Linked DNA regions of Sus scrofa: region 2 is linked to region 1. Evidence: chromatin contacts called from public Hi-C data. All regions are on one chromosome and are shown on one strand. Each heading gives the region's core, a stretch centred on a gene start, on an enhancer-like site or on the middle of the called end of the contact. The rest is flanking DNA. Distances are from core to core; before and after follow the strand shown.

Region 1 (6,521 bases), core at 983-3,482:
TTTCACTGATGGCTACCTGGGTTGTTTCTCCGTTATTCTTTTTTTTTTTTTCCTTTGGCCATGTGTGTGGCATGTGGAAGTTCCTTGGGCCAGGGATCAAACCCGAGCCACAACAGTGACCCAAGCTGCTACAGGGATGATGCTGGATCCTTAACCCGCTGCACCACAAAGGAACTCTTCCATTATTATTATTATTATTATTATTATTATGCTTTTTAGGGCCGAACCCACGGCACATGGAGGTTCCCATGCTAGGGACTGAATCAGAGCTACAGCTGCCAGCCTACGCTACAGCCACAGCAACACAGGATCTGAGCCGTGTCTGTGACCTACACCACAGCTCACAGTAATGCCAGATCCTTAACCCACTAAGGAGGCCAGGGATTGAACCTGCAACCTCATGGTTCCTAGTCAGATTTGTTTCTTCTGTGCCATGACGGGAACTCCCCATTATTTTTGATGCTTAAAAAGTTACACCTGATCTAGTAGGAGGTCCAGGAATGTTGTTTTGAAAATGTCCAACAGTTCACAATCTAATCTAGAGATCATTTCTTAGATGAGTTAATGGTGGTAGCAGGGAGACTGAGTTCCTGAATCTCTTCTTTGCAACAATCGTAGTAAACGTTCTTGGCTGAAAGCTTCTGTTAGAGACAAATTCTGCACACACACCCCCACCCCCAGTTGGCCACACATCTAGTTTCTGATTCCATAAATCAAGAGACCAGAATTTGCATTTCTAGCAAAGTTCCCAGTGATGCTGAACCTCCTGGTTCAAAGACCACTTAGAACCAGTGATCTACTTACATTGAGTTATACGATTTTTTAAAAAATTAAAGTTGTGCTTGCATTAAAGTGGCTGTTTATTTTCTCAGCATGATCTCAAACTTCGCCCCCCCCACCACCTCCACACCCCATGCCCCAGCTCACCCTCCTCTGGACTAAAAAGCATGGTGTTACTCTCTGCAATGACTCTGGCCCTCTTCAGAGTATTTGTGTGGACTTACTTTCATCTTCTCAAAGTTACCAATTTTCTGGTGCTGTTCCTCAGTGCAAAGCACCAGCCAGAACACATAATGAAGCCTTGCCTGATACTTAAATGAGGAGTGGAGTGGGGGAAAAGAAGCCAAACAACACCCCCCCCCCGATTTTCTTTCTTAAAGGACAAACCTGCAGCATATAGAAGTTCCCTGGCTAGGGTTCCATCTGGAGCTACACAGCTGCCAGCCTACGCCAGTCACAGCAATGCCAGATCTGAATGTCATCTGTGACCTATGTTGAAGCTTGCAGCAATGCGCAATCCTTAACCCACTGAGCGATGCCAGGGACCCAACCCCACACATCCTCACAGACACTATGTTGATTCTTAACTCACTGAGCCGCAGTGGCAACTCCCCAAACCCCTGATTTTTAATTATAAGAAGGGATTTTAAATAACTGCATAAGGGACCCCAAATCCCAGGCAGAATGCCCAAGAGACAAGTGGCTTACAAGATCCAAAAAAGATGGGGCAATATGTTTAAGACCGATCTAAACACAGTTTACAAGTCGTGGTGAAAGCATGTCATAGTGGGGAAATTAAAGATGGGGTTTTGGACGGACCGGGATGATAAATCTCGTGGATAAAATGAGAGCCTCTTGTTTACGTAGCAGATTCTGATCTGTATCATTCAAATTAGCGTGAACTAGCATCACACTGTATCTTGATGGTCCCCATTTTATGGATGCAAATTGAGACTCAAGGGAAGAAGGGAGATGACCAGGTGGGCCATGATGTAGATCCAAGATTGGAAAATTAATCTGCAGTTCCAGAGACCAGGGTCATTCCATCACACAGTAGCAACACGTGGCCAGGAAACAAAATTGTCCCTGGAGATCCCTCCCCAGACCCCGAACCCTCCACCAAGGCTACCGCCGCCTGGGGAGGCTCGGCCCAGGAATGCTCCGGGCTCTAAGCAGCGCCCCCTGCGGGCCACAGTGCGCAGGCGCGGCGCGCCCGTCCCGCCCCCGCCCCCCTCCACGTGCGGCGCACACCTCGCGCTCCCCTCTGCGGGGCTCGCCTCGCGCCTCCCTCCCTGCCTCCTCCCGCCCCTCCGGTCCGGGTCTCCCATTGGCTGCGGGCTTCGTCCCTCCGACCGCGGCCCGGCAGGCCCCCGCCAGGCCGGAAGTCCCACCCCTCAAGAGGCCGTCCGCCCTGCCAATTGGCCCAGGAGCCTGTCTGTCGGGGCGGCGGGCCCGAGTCGGCGGCGGGGGCCCGCGGTCGGTGCGCGACCCGGGCTGGCGGTGGTTTCCGGTTCCGCGGGGCTGGCGGGCGGGCGGGCGGCCGGGAGCGGCGGCGGCGGCGCCTGACACACAATGAGGGCGGCGGGGAGGCGCTGAGCGGCGGCGGCGGCGAGCGACGCGGGGCCCGGGGGCGGGGCGGGGCGCCAGCCATGGACAATCAGGTGAGGAACGGCCGCGCAGCCCGCGCCGCCCGCCCGGCCCCCTCCCTCCCTCCCTCCCTCCCTTCCCCGCCCGCCTGGCCCGGCCCTCCTCGGTCCTGTCCTCCCCGCCCCCGCTCGGCGCCCGCCCGCCCTGCTTTGTGCGCGCCCACTGCTCCCCCGGCCTTTATGTGGGGCGGGGGCGCCCTTCCCCCACCTGCGACCCTCAGCGGGTCAAAGCGCCTCGGACTACCCTGGAAGCCCCGGTCTCCCGCTGCCCAGAGCCCCCTGGGACTGCCCTCGGAGCCCCGGTCCGTCCCAGATCCCCGTGGGACGTCCCTTGTGACCCCGCTTTAGCCCAGAACCCTTTGGGACGCTCTTCGGGACCCCGGCCTGGCCCACATCCCCCTGGGACGCCCCTTGTGATTCCATTCCGACCCGGAGTCCCCTGGGACCTCTCTTGGCACCCCCGCCCATTCTTGAATTCCCGCAGCCTCCCTCCCCGCAGGGGACCCTTCATTCCTCAGATCCGGTCAGTCCCCCGTTCCTCTCTGAACCTAGGGCTGGTTGGTGTCTCCTTCCTCCTCTGGACCCTTGGCCCCCGGTCCCCTCAAACTTCCTGAGCCCCCCAGCCTGCTGCCTCTTCTAATCATTCAGCCTTTGCTGGGGTTTGAGTCTCCCCAGAACTCCTGGGACCTTGATCTGCAGCCTCTTCCTTTCTTGAACCCAGGCCCACCCTAACCTGTCCTCTAGTCCTTTTTCAGGCCTGAGCCCTCTCTCCCCTCTGATCCTGCCCCTGTCTCAGCCTGAGCATCACTTTCTCCTCAGACCCTTTTCCCATCAGGAGCCAGGCCTGCATTGAACATCCCCCTTTTTGGACCTAGGCTTGCTTCTTCAGATCTTTGACTCACTCTGCTGCTTCAGGGTTTCAGGCCCTGGTCACTCTCCCTTGGACCCAAGGGGCTGTGTCTTCACCTTCAGATCTTCTCTGTGATCGGGCCCATGGGCCATTTCTGCTCTGACCTGGAGCTCTAACACCCTTGACACCAAATGCCTTACTTCTCTCAGCTTGAGCCTTCTTTGCCTCTGTGACTCTGATTTTTTTGCTTCCCTACTTTTTTCCCCACCAGTGTTGAGCTCCTTGATCTGTCTCCTCTGACCTCAGTTGTCCTCTCTTCACAGGCCCAGTCTCTTCAGAACCCCTGTTTCTCTTCTTAGGTTCAGGATCACCCCCTTCCTCCCACCATCCACCAGTTTGATGCTGTGGCATTGACCACTGCCCTTTCCCTCAGCACACCCCATTTCCCCTGCCTTCGCCAGCATCTTGGAGCCTCCACCAAGAACCTTGCTGCAAACCTTGGGTGTTCCCCAGCCTCCATAAACTCTCCCCACAGCCCCTCTCCCTTTGATCTGGAAAGCCAGAGCCAATCCTGGTAAAACCCAGGTCATTCTCCTCTCTGGTACCCAAGCCCCTTCGCCTCCTCAAGCCCAGGACCATTGGCTCATTTACCTCTTCATCCTTCCCTGCTGCCCCTGAAGCGGGGGCGCCAGGCCAGGAAAGTCGGTGTGGGGCTGTGGGGGTGGCAGCTGAAATCTCCGCCGTGAGCGTTAGTGAGGGCAGGTTGGGGCGTCCCTCGCTGCTGGCGCCACTCTGGCGGCCCTGTCTGGTGAGGCGCTGTGTGGCAGTCGGGGTGCAGGGGTTGAGGGTGGGGTGGGAGACCTCTCCCCTGCCCATCCTGGCCGCCTGAGATGGTGCAGGACCATTGAGGCCTGTGCTCATGGCACCCCCTCACCATGATTTCCCTTTAGCCTTGGTGCTCTACCTCTTTCTTGGGAAGAAGAAATGGTTTATGGCAGTGGAGTGGTGGATTTCTCCAGTGTGGTGTGTGACTTCATTTCCCCTGAAGGGACAGAGCTTGTCACCTCCAGTCTGTATTAAGAAACAAGACAAAATATACCCTCGCTGTCCACTTTTAGTGAAGCCTGCCCCTGGGAAAGTCTTGTTGGGCACCACACAGGTATTGAATGTAGCTCCCGCCACTCACCCCACTGCTGGTCCCTGGGAGAGATGTCAGGCCCAGGTATGTCCTTTCCCCTTGTGTATTGGGCCCTGGCTGGCTGGGCGGTTGTCATCTGTGCAAGTGGAGAGGTGGGGAGGGGCGGCCTTCCCGCTTTGTGATAGTCTGGGAGACAGCAGCCTTACTGGGGCAAACTGGTGAGCACCCTGGGCCCAAGAGAGCCGTCTTGCCACTGCCTGGTGTGGCAGGCGCTAGCGCTTGTGCTTATTTAAACTTGGGCGAACCAAAACACAAAAAAATCAGTTCTTCAGTCGCACCAGCCACATTTTAGTACCCAGGAACCGCCCCTGTTGAGGTGCTGGTCACCTCCTCTGGCAGTGCAGAAACACCTCCATCATGGCAGAAGGTGCTCCTGGACAGTGCTGGTCTGGCTCCTTGCACATGTATTTGCAAGTGAAAGTGGTCCCAAAGCCAAGTATGTGCCACCATGTAGTCTAATTTCCCATCCCCGCCTGTGTTCTCATGCAAATTTGGGAGAGGCCCAGGGCTCTGGCCCTTCCTCACAGGGACAGCAGCCTCTGGGGAGGCAGGAGAGAATGGTTTCTTTTATCCAAGTAGGTGAGCAGGCTGTAAGCAGTCCAGGATGACTTCTGGCAAGAGTGAAGCGCTTTGAATCCAGCAGGATCATGCATGGCCTTCTTTTCTCCCCCCCAGGTGCCCCAAACCCGTCACTGCCTCAGTGGGATGGGGAACGACAGGGCTTTCCCCCTCCCTGAGGCCCGCTTGCTTGGGGAGACTCTGATTCTCTTGACCTTCCTGTTTTATTCTCTAGAACTTTCAGGCTCAGCTGAGAAGGGGGATTCTGCCTTTTGCTCTGGACTCCCAACTTCTCAGCATCAAAGTCGTTCCTCCATGGTCAGAAAAAAGTCTTTCTGGTTCCCTTCACCCTGACCACACCCCCACCTATTTGACTCCCCCAGCCTCTAGTCTGTACTTGCACGAATATCATCTGTGGGATTTTTTTTTTTTTCCTTTTTTTTTAGGGGGGCAGGGATGATGTATTTTTGGGAAAACAGATCTTTGCTCCCTTAGGGGTCATGGCGGAGAGGTGTGTGATTTACCTCCAAGGGTGGTGGGGAGGGAATGGGCATGGTTACCGACTGAGCAGATGCGGGGAAAGATGGGAAAGGAGGCTGGGGAGGGAGCCTCTGGGGACAGGGGTTGCCTAGGGAGCTGGCAGTAATGTTGGCCTCTGGGAGGTCGTGTTCGCCACAGGAGTCTTCCCTTCACAGAAGCATCGGGCCTGGCACCTGGGGTGGGTGCCCAACACATCGAGCCACACAGTTGCTAACCCTTCAGAAGGCTCTCCCAAGTTTGGACTTGGGAACCGGTGACCATGCTCTGTTGTTCTGGAAGGGAGGTTTGTTTCTAGTGGTGAAGGCCCATTTTACAGATGTGGAAAATGCAGGCCCAGGAAGGCCCCTGAGGAGTTGAGGCCTGGGGGGATGCTTGGGGAGCACCCGGTCTTTCCCAGACCTCACACAGAGAACCTGGAACTGCGTCCTGTGCCGAGCACTAACGGGAGAGTGACGGTGACAGTGACCGGAGCCTCCCCACCCAGCTCTGAAGCTGTCACCTGGGAAGGTGACCTGCCAGGGTTTGAAGTTGTAAAGTACTCGAGAGCAGGGACCAGAGTCCTCCTCCCCTTCATGTCCATGGCAGTTTCTAACGCCAAGTTTTGCTCTTGGCTTCGCCAACAGTTTGTTAAATAAAAGCAACTAGAAATGATTCCCTTTGTCGCCAGGCCAGGTGATGGATATCTTGTCCCAGGCCTCACTGGCAGGCCGGTGAGGGTCAGGCTTCCCAGCACCCCGACAGCTCTGACAGTTGTGCGAGTATTTGCGCGTCGTCATGGAAGGTCTGCATGCTTATCTTTAGTGACCTCCCAGAGGTACATTCATTGAGCCCCTTGTTCTTTTGTCATTAACCTTGTGCCCTGGGTCAAGGGATGGGGCTGGATGGAGCTAGAAGAGGGTGCAGGGGCAGGCCACCCGTCCCTGAGGCTTAGAGGACCAGGGCCTCCTGT
Region 2 (5,970 bases), core at 3,349-5,848, 160 kb after region 1:
TGAGACTGTCCATCAGCAAAGGGTAGCAGAGACTCAATATCAACCTTTCTGCACCAAACCTACACCTGCAACAGCTAAGTGACCAGCCATGTGCTTCAGCCAGGACTGAAGTGGTTCCCTGGGACATGGAACTTTCAGGGTTTTTTTAAAATGTATTTTATCTTATTTCATTTTTTTTTTGTCTTTTTAGGGCCACACTGGTGGCATATGGAGATTCCCAGGTTAGGGGTCCTAGTTGGATTCGTTTCTGCTGCGCCGCGACGGGAACTCCTACTTTCTGTTTCTAGAGATTTGCCTGGTTTGGACATTTCACATAAATGGAATCCTATAACATGTGCTGCCTTGTTACTGCTTCATTGCACTTACCATCATGTTTTAAGGGTCATCCTCATGGTAGCATGTGTTAGTGCTTCATTCCTTCTTATGGCTGAACGGTGTTCTGTTGTGTTAATATACCTCATTTTGTTTATCCATTCACCTGTTGATGGACATCTGAGTCCTTTCTACTTTTTGGCTATTATATATGAACAATGCTGCTGTGAATATGCCTGGACAAGTTTTCATGTAGATAAATGTTTCCAATTCCTTTGGGTATATACCTAGTAACTTGCTGGGTCATACAGTGACTCTCTTTAGCTTCTGGATGAACTGGAATTTCAGTTTTTAAATTGCTTTTATTTTTAATTTTTTTTTTTGGCCACACCCCTGGCATGCAGAAGTTCCTGGGCCAGAGTTTGAACCTGCACCACTGACAATGCCAGATCCTTAACCACTAGGCCAACAGAGAACTCCTGGAATTTCAGAAGGTTTGGTTTTTTGGTTTTGGGTTTTTTTTTTTTTTTTTTTTTTTTTTTTTGCTTTTTCAGCCCCACTCATGGCATATGGAAGTTCCCAAGCTAGGGGTTGAATTGGAGCTACAGCTGCTGGCCAACACCACAGTCACAGCAACTTGGGATCTGAGCCGCTTCTGTGACCCACACCACAGCTCAGAGCAACGCCGGATCCTTAATCCACTGAGTGAGGCCAGGGATCAAACCGGCATCCTCGTGGATACTTAGTGGGATTCGTTTCTGCTGCACCACATGGGAACTTCTGGAATTTCAGTTTTAATATCAGGAAAGTTCTAGGGAAACGAGGACAAGTTGGCTTCAACCTATAAATGATTCTTCCTTGTTGTCACTTGCTCTGGAGCCTAAGATAAGAGGACAAACAATCAAGATACTCCCTTCTACACACACTGCCCTTCCCTCCCCTGCAACCCAACTTTCCTGGTTCTAAGCCTTCCTGTACTCCAGTCTCTGGCTCTGCCATTTTTCCTCCAAGCTGTGCCTTACATCATCTTCTAAAAACTGCTGTGTGGTTCCGGAGGTTTTTGTTTTGGTTTTTGGTTTTTGTTTTTTTGTTTTGTTTTGTTTTGTTTTGCGTTTCGGGGTCACACCCACAGCATATGGAGGTTCCCAGGCCAGGGGTCTAATCGGAGCTTCAGCTGCCAGCCTACACCACAGCCACAGCAACGCAGGATCCGAGCCTCTTCTGAAACCTACACCACAGCTCACGGCAATGCTGGATCCTTAACCCACTGAGCAAGGCCAGAGATTGAACCCACAACCTCATGGATGCTAGTTGGGTTCGTCAACCACTGAGCCACAATGGGAACTCCCCTAGTAGCTTTCTTCAGCAAGCAAAACTTTCTCTCTGGAAGGGACTGAAAGCAGAGTCCACTAGGGGGAAACGTCAGCCTTTCCTCCATCCGCTTGGGAGCCCTGGGTATCCTGTGTCAGCAGGGACCCGGCACTTTTTGATAAGGGATGACTTGGGCCAGAAAAGAAATCCAGGAGAGCTAAGAATGATAGAACAGAGAGTTAAGTCCTGAGCTGAAATTTCCTGCTGTAAATTCACACCTGTTACCTCCCGCCTTAACATAATATAGTTAATATATTATAGATTTGGGGCAACAAAAGAATTGAAAGCAGGGTCTTGGGGAGATGTTTGTATGCCCATGCCCATAGCAGCATGCTTCACAGTAGTCAAGATTGAAGCAGCCCAAGTGTTTGTGGATGGATGACTGGATACACAAAACATGATCCATTCATACAGTGGAATATTATTCAGCCTTTAAAAGGAAGGGAAGTCTGGAGTTCCTGTTGTGGCACAGCAGAAATGAATCTGACTAGGAACCATGAGGTTGCAGGTTCAACCCCTGGCCTCACTCAGTGGGTTAAGGATCCCGTGTAGCTGTGGCTGTGGGGTAGGTTGGCAGCTGTAGCTCCGATTCGACCCCAGCCTGAGAACCTCCAAATGCTGCAGGTGCGGCCCTAAAAAGCAAAAAATAAATAAAATAAAAGGAAGGAAAGTCTGACACACGCTATAACATGGATGAACTTTGAGGACATGATGCTAGAAGTCAGACACAGAAGGACAAATACTGTCTGATTCCACTCATAGGAGGTTCCTAGAGGAGTTAACTCCATAAAGACCCAAAGTAGGATGGCCGGGGCCAGGAGGGTGGGTGTTTCAGGGGGACACAGTTTCAGTTTTGCAAGATGTAGAGTTCTGGAGATGGATGATGGTAATTGTCACACAACAATGTGAATGTACTTAATGCCACTAAACTGAACACTTACAGATGATTTAAGTGGTAATTTTTATGTAATGTATATTTTATCTCAAATTTTAAGATTTTCAGTTTTGTTTTGGTTTTGGTTTTGGTTTTGGTTTTTAGGGTTGCACCTCTGGCATATGGAAGTTCCCAGGCTAGGGATCTAATCGGAGCTTCAGCCGCCAGCCTACACCACAGCCACAGCAACGTGGGATCCAGGCCACGTTTTCCACCTACACTGCAGCTCGAGGCAACGCTGGATCCTTAACCCACTGAGCAAGGCCAGGGATTGAACCCGTATCCTCATGGATACTAGTTGGGTTCGTAACCTGCTGAGCCACAACTGGAACGCCAAGAAAATTGTAAAGATAGATTTGGACATGAAATATGTACCTGCGGGCTTGGTGTGCCACTGTCCATTTATTCAACAGTGATTTACTGGAGTTCCCGTCGTGGCGCAGTGGTTAACGAATCCGACTAGGAACCATGAGGTTGCAGGTTCGATCCCTACCCTTGCTCAGTGGGTTAACGATCTGGCGTTGCCATGAGCTGTGGTGTAGGTTGCAGACATGGCTCGGATCCCGAGTTGCTGTGGCTCTGGCATAGGCTGGCAGCTACAGCTCCGATTAGACCCCTAGCCTGGGAAACTCCATATGCCGCGGGCACGGCCCAAGAAATAGCAAAAAGACAAAAAAAACAAAAACAAAAACAAAACCCAAAAAACAGTGATTTACTGATGAATTTAGCTGTCTTCCAAGCCTGATGCCAGACCAAGTCTTCTCAGCCTCAGCCCTGCTGCCATTGGGGCCCAATCCTTCTCCGTGGCGGGGCCATCCTGTGCATTGCTGGGGTACAGCATGCCCTGCACCTTCCCGCCCCATGCCAGTTACTCCCCCTCCCCGAGTCGTGACATCAAAAATGTCTCCAGACAGAGTCCAGAGTCCCACTGAGGGTAGAATCATCCCGGGTGAGATCCCCTGGGTTGGGGGACTCGGCATTCCGTAATCATCTGACCTACAGATGCACATTTAAATACACACACTGAGTCAGGGGGAGAGAGGAGGGGACTCATGGATGCTGGAAGGGGGTACTCTCCTTTACACAGTTTACCCCATTGGGAATTCATTCCGGGGCACAGTACAAACTAGAGGTCAGACTCAGCCCTTTCCCCTAACAATTAGTGCTGGGTTTCTTAGTCTAGACCCCATTGGTATTTGGGGCCAGATCAGTTCTCTGTGACGGGGGCCATCCTGTGCACCATGAGGGTGTTGAACAGCATCTCTGGTCTCTACTTACCAGGTGCCAGCAGAACCCCCTAATTGTGACTGCCAGAAATGTTCCCAGATACTGCCAAGTGTCCCCTAGGGGCAGAGTCCCTCTTGGTTAAAAAACAAACAAAAAAACAAAAAGCCCCTCTGCTTTAGATGCTAGAGATCCAGGAGAGTAGACAGAAGAGACCCCTGTCCTAATGGAATTTACTTAGACTGGAGGATGAGGGGGAAGCAACACAGAGGAAAGCAAATGAAATAGGACTCAAAACTGCAGTTGCAACCTCAGGCACCAGGACACAAAGGTCATGGAATTCCCGCATGAGATGACAGCCCAAAGAGCAGGTTTTGAAAGGAAATAACAAGGAAGAGGTGCCCAACTCTGAAGGCTGCTCACCTACCAGGAGGGTACAGAAAGGTGAGAATGAACATCAGAAGGGAACTCTTTAAAAGCACATTTTGGCAGAGAACACTCCAGGTGCTGAGGGCTGGATGTGAAGACGGGTCTCGTTGCCCCTCCTTCTGATCCCAGGGAGGGGGCTTGAAGGGCGTGCCTTGGCTCCAGGGAGAGCCCCTGGGAGCAGGAGTGGGTGATACTGGTGTTCTAGGGAGTCATGCTAGACTGGTATCTGCCTCCTGCCAGAAGCTGTGGGACCAGAGATAGGCTGGTCATCTGTTTTGGCAGCCGAGCCAAGGCAACTTGGTGCTAAATCGGGATGGGCTCGCCAACAGCCAGTTTGTTTGGGAAGAGGTGTGTGTTTCTCAGGAACTAGATGTGCTCATGAGCAAGAGAGAGCTGGCGTGGGGGCACCTTAGATCTTGTCCTGGAGCCTGTTCTGGCCTCCCTCCAGCAGAGGATACGCAGGACGTGGTGCTTGAATTCTTAGGGACCAGGGAGAGAGGAAGGGCGGTCAGTGTAGTAAGTTCCGGGTGAAAAGAATGGCAGGTGGCAGCCCACCCACCGAGGTGGGGGTGGGGTGGTGGCCTGTATCCAGGACAACCTCATGATGTCTCCAGCGCTTGATTTATTGTTCTGCTGTTGCCGTCTTGAAGTTCGTAATAACTTTCAAACAAGGAGACTTCTCCACCATAGGCTGACAGGGGTAGGTGCAGTTCAGTGTTTTATCTACAAAGACCCTAGGCTCCTTCTCCCAGGAGCTAAAGAAGCAAGAAGAGAAGTGTGCAATACTGTCAGACATAGTGAAAATCAGGCTGTTGGATGAGAGAGCTGTGATGTCACAGGCTGCGGCTAAATTTCTGAGGAGATGCCCCCTTAACCATGTGGCTAAAGCTTACTGAATTTTCTTAAAAACTGATTAGGTAGAGTCCCCACCTTGTCTTGTCTTTCTGTGAAGAATGACTGTCACTTGACCAGCCTAAAGATCCTGCTTACTAACATCAAACTGAAATAACTACTCCCTACAGTTGGTTCTGCTCTAACGTGACAAATGTGTTCCTAAAAGTCACTGCCCTGGGCAAAATTACAGGATAAAACACACATGGCTGGCTTGTGGCAGAATGGAGTTATGGTGACAATACTCAAAAACTTCATCAGTGAGTTACACTCTTTTTTTTTTGTCTTTTTGCTATTTCTTTGGGCCGCTCCCGCGGCATATGGAGGTTCCCAGGCTAGGGGTCTAATCGGAGCTGTAGCTGCCAGTCTACACCACAGCCACAGCAACTCGGGATCCGAGCCGCGTCTGCGACCTACACCACAGCTCACGGCAACGCCGGATCGTTAACCCACTGAGCAAGGGCAGGGACCACACCCGCAACCTCATGGTTCCTAGTCGGATTCGTTAACCACTGCGCCACCACGGGAACTCCATCAGTGAGTTACACTCTTAAAAGTTAAAAAGAACCTAATTAATATGGTAGCAGTCTTTTAATAACAACTTTATTGAGACATAATTCACATACGGTGACATTCATCCTTTTATTGAGATATAATTCATGTACCGTGACATTCAGTGGTTTTTAGACTAGACAGAGTTGTACAGCTATACCACAATCCATTTTAGGACATTTTCATTCTCTCCAAATGAAACTCCAGACTCCTTTGCAGTCTCCCCTTTCCTATTTCCCCTCCCCCAACCCTCGATA

What was found. A called contact is a pair of places that touch in the nucleus more often than the background predicts.
Region 2: a contact with region 1 is called in a Hi-C map of retroperitoneal adipose tissue, with 1.8 times the contacts expected there. The contact joins the enhancer-like site here to the promoter of MLLT1 in region 1. A contact is called at or near these places in 1 of 5 promoter capture datasets (liver) and 4 of 47 Hi-C or Micro-C datasets (embryonic fibroblasts, heart right ventricle, mesenteric adipose tissue and 1 more).

Annotation. Positions count from the first base shown.
Region 1 is chr2:72,778,718-72,785,238 of Sscrofa11.1, forward strand. MLLT1 (protein ENL) reads left to right here and starts at 2,233. Exons shown (of 11, transcript XM_021083993.1): 1 at 2,233-2,441. The coding sequence starts at 2,430.
Region 2 is chr2:72,934,658-72,940,627 of Sscrofa11.1, forward strand. No RefSeq gene overlaps it. Among named protein-coding and RNA genes, the nearest start is that of RFX2, 12 kb to the right of the region's middle. Within about 2 kb of position 4,599, at least 1 of the 83 cell types and tissues checked has an H3K27ac peak or open chromatin away from gene starts, as enhancers often do.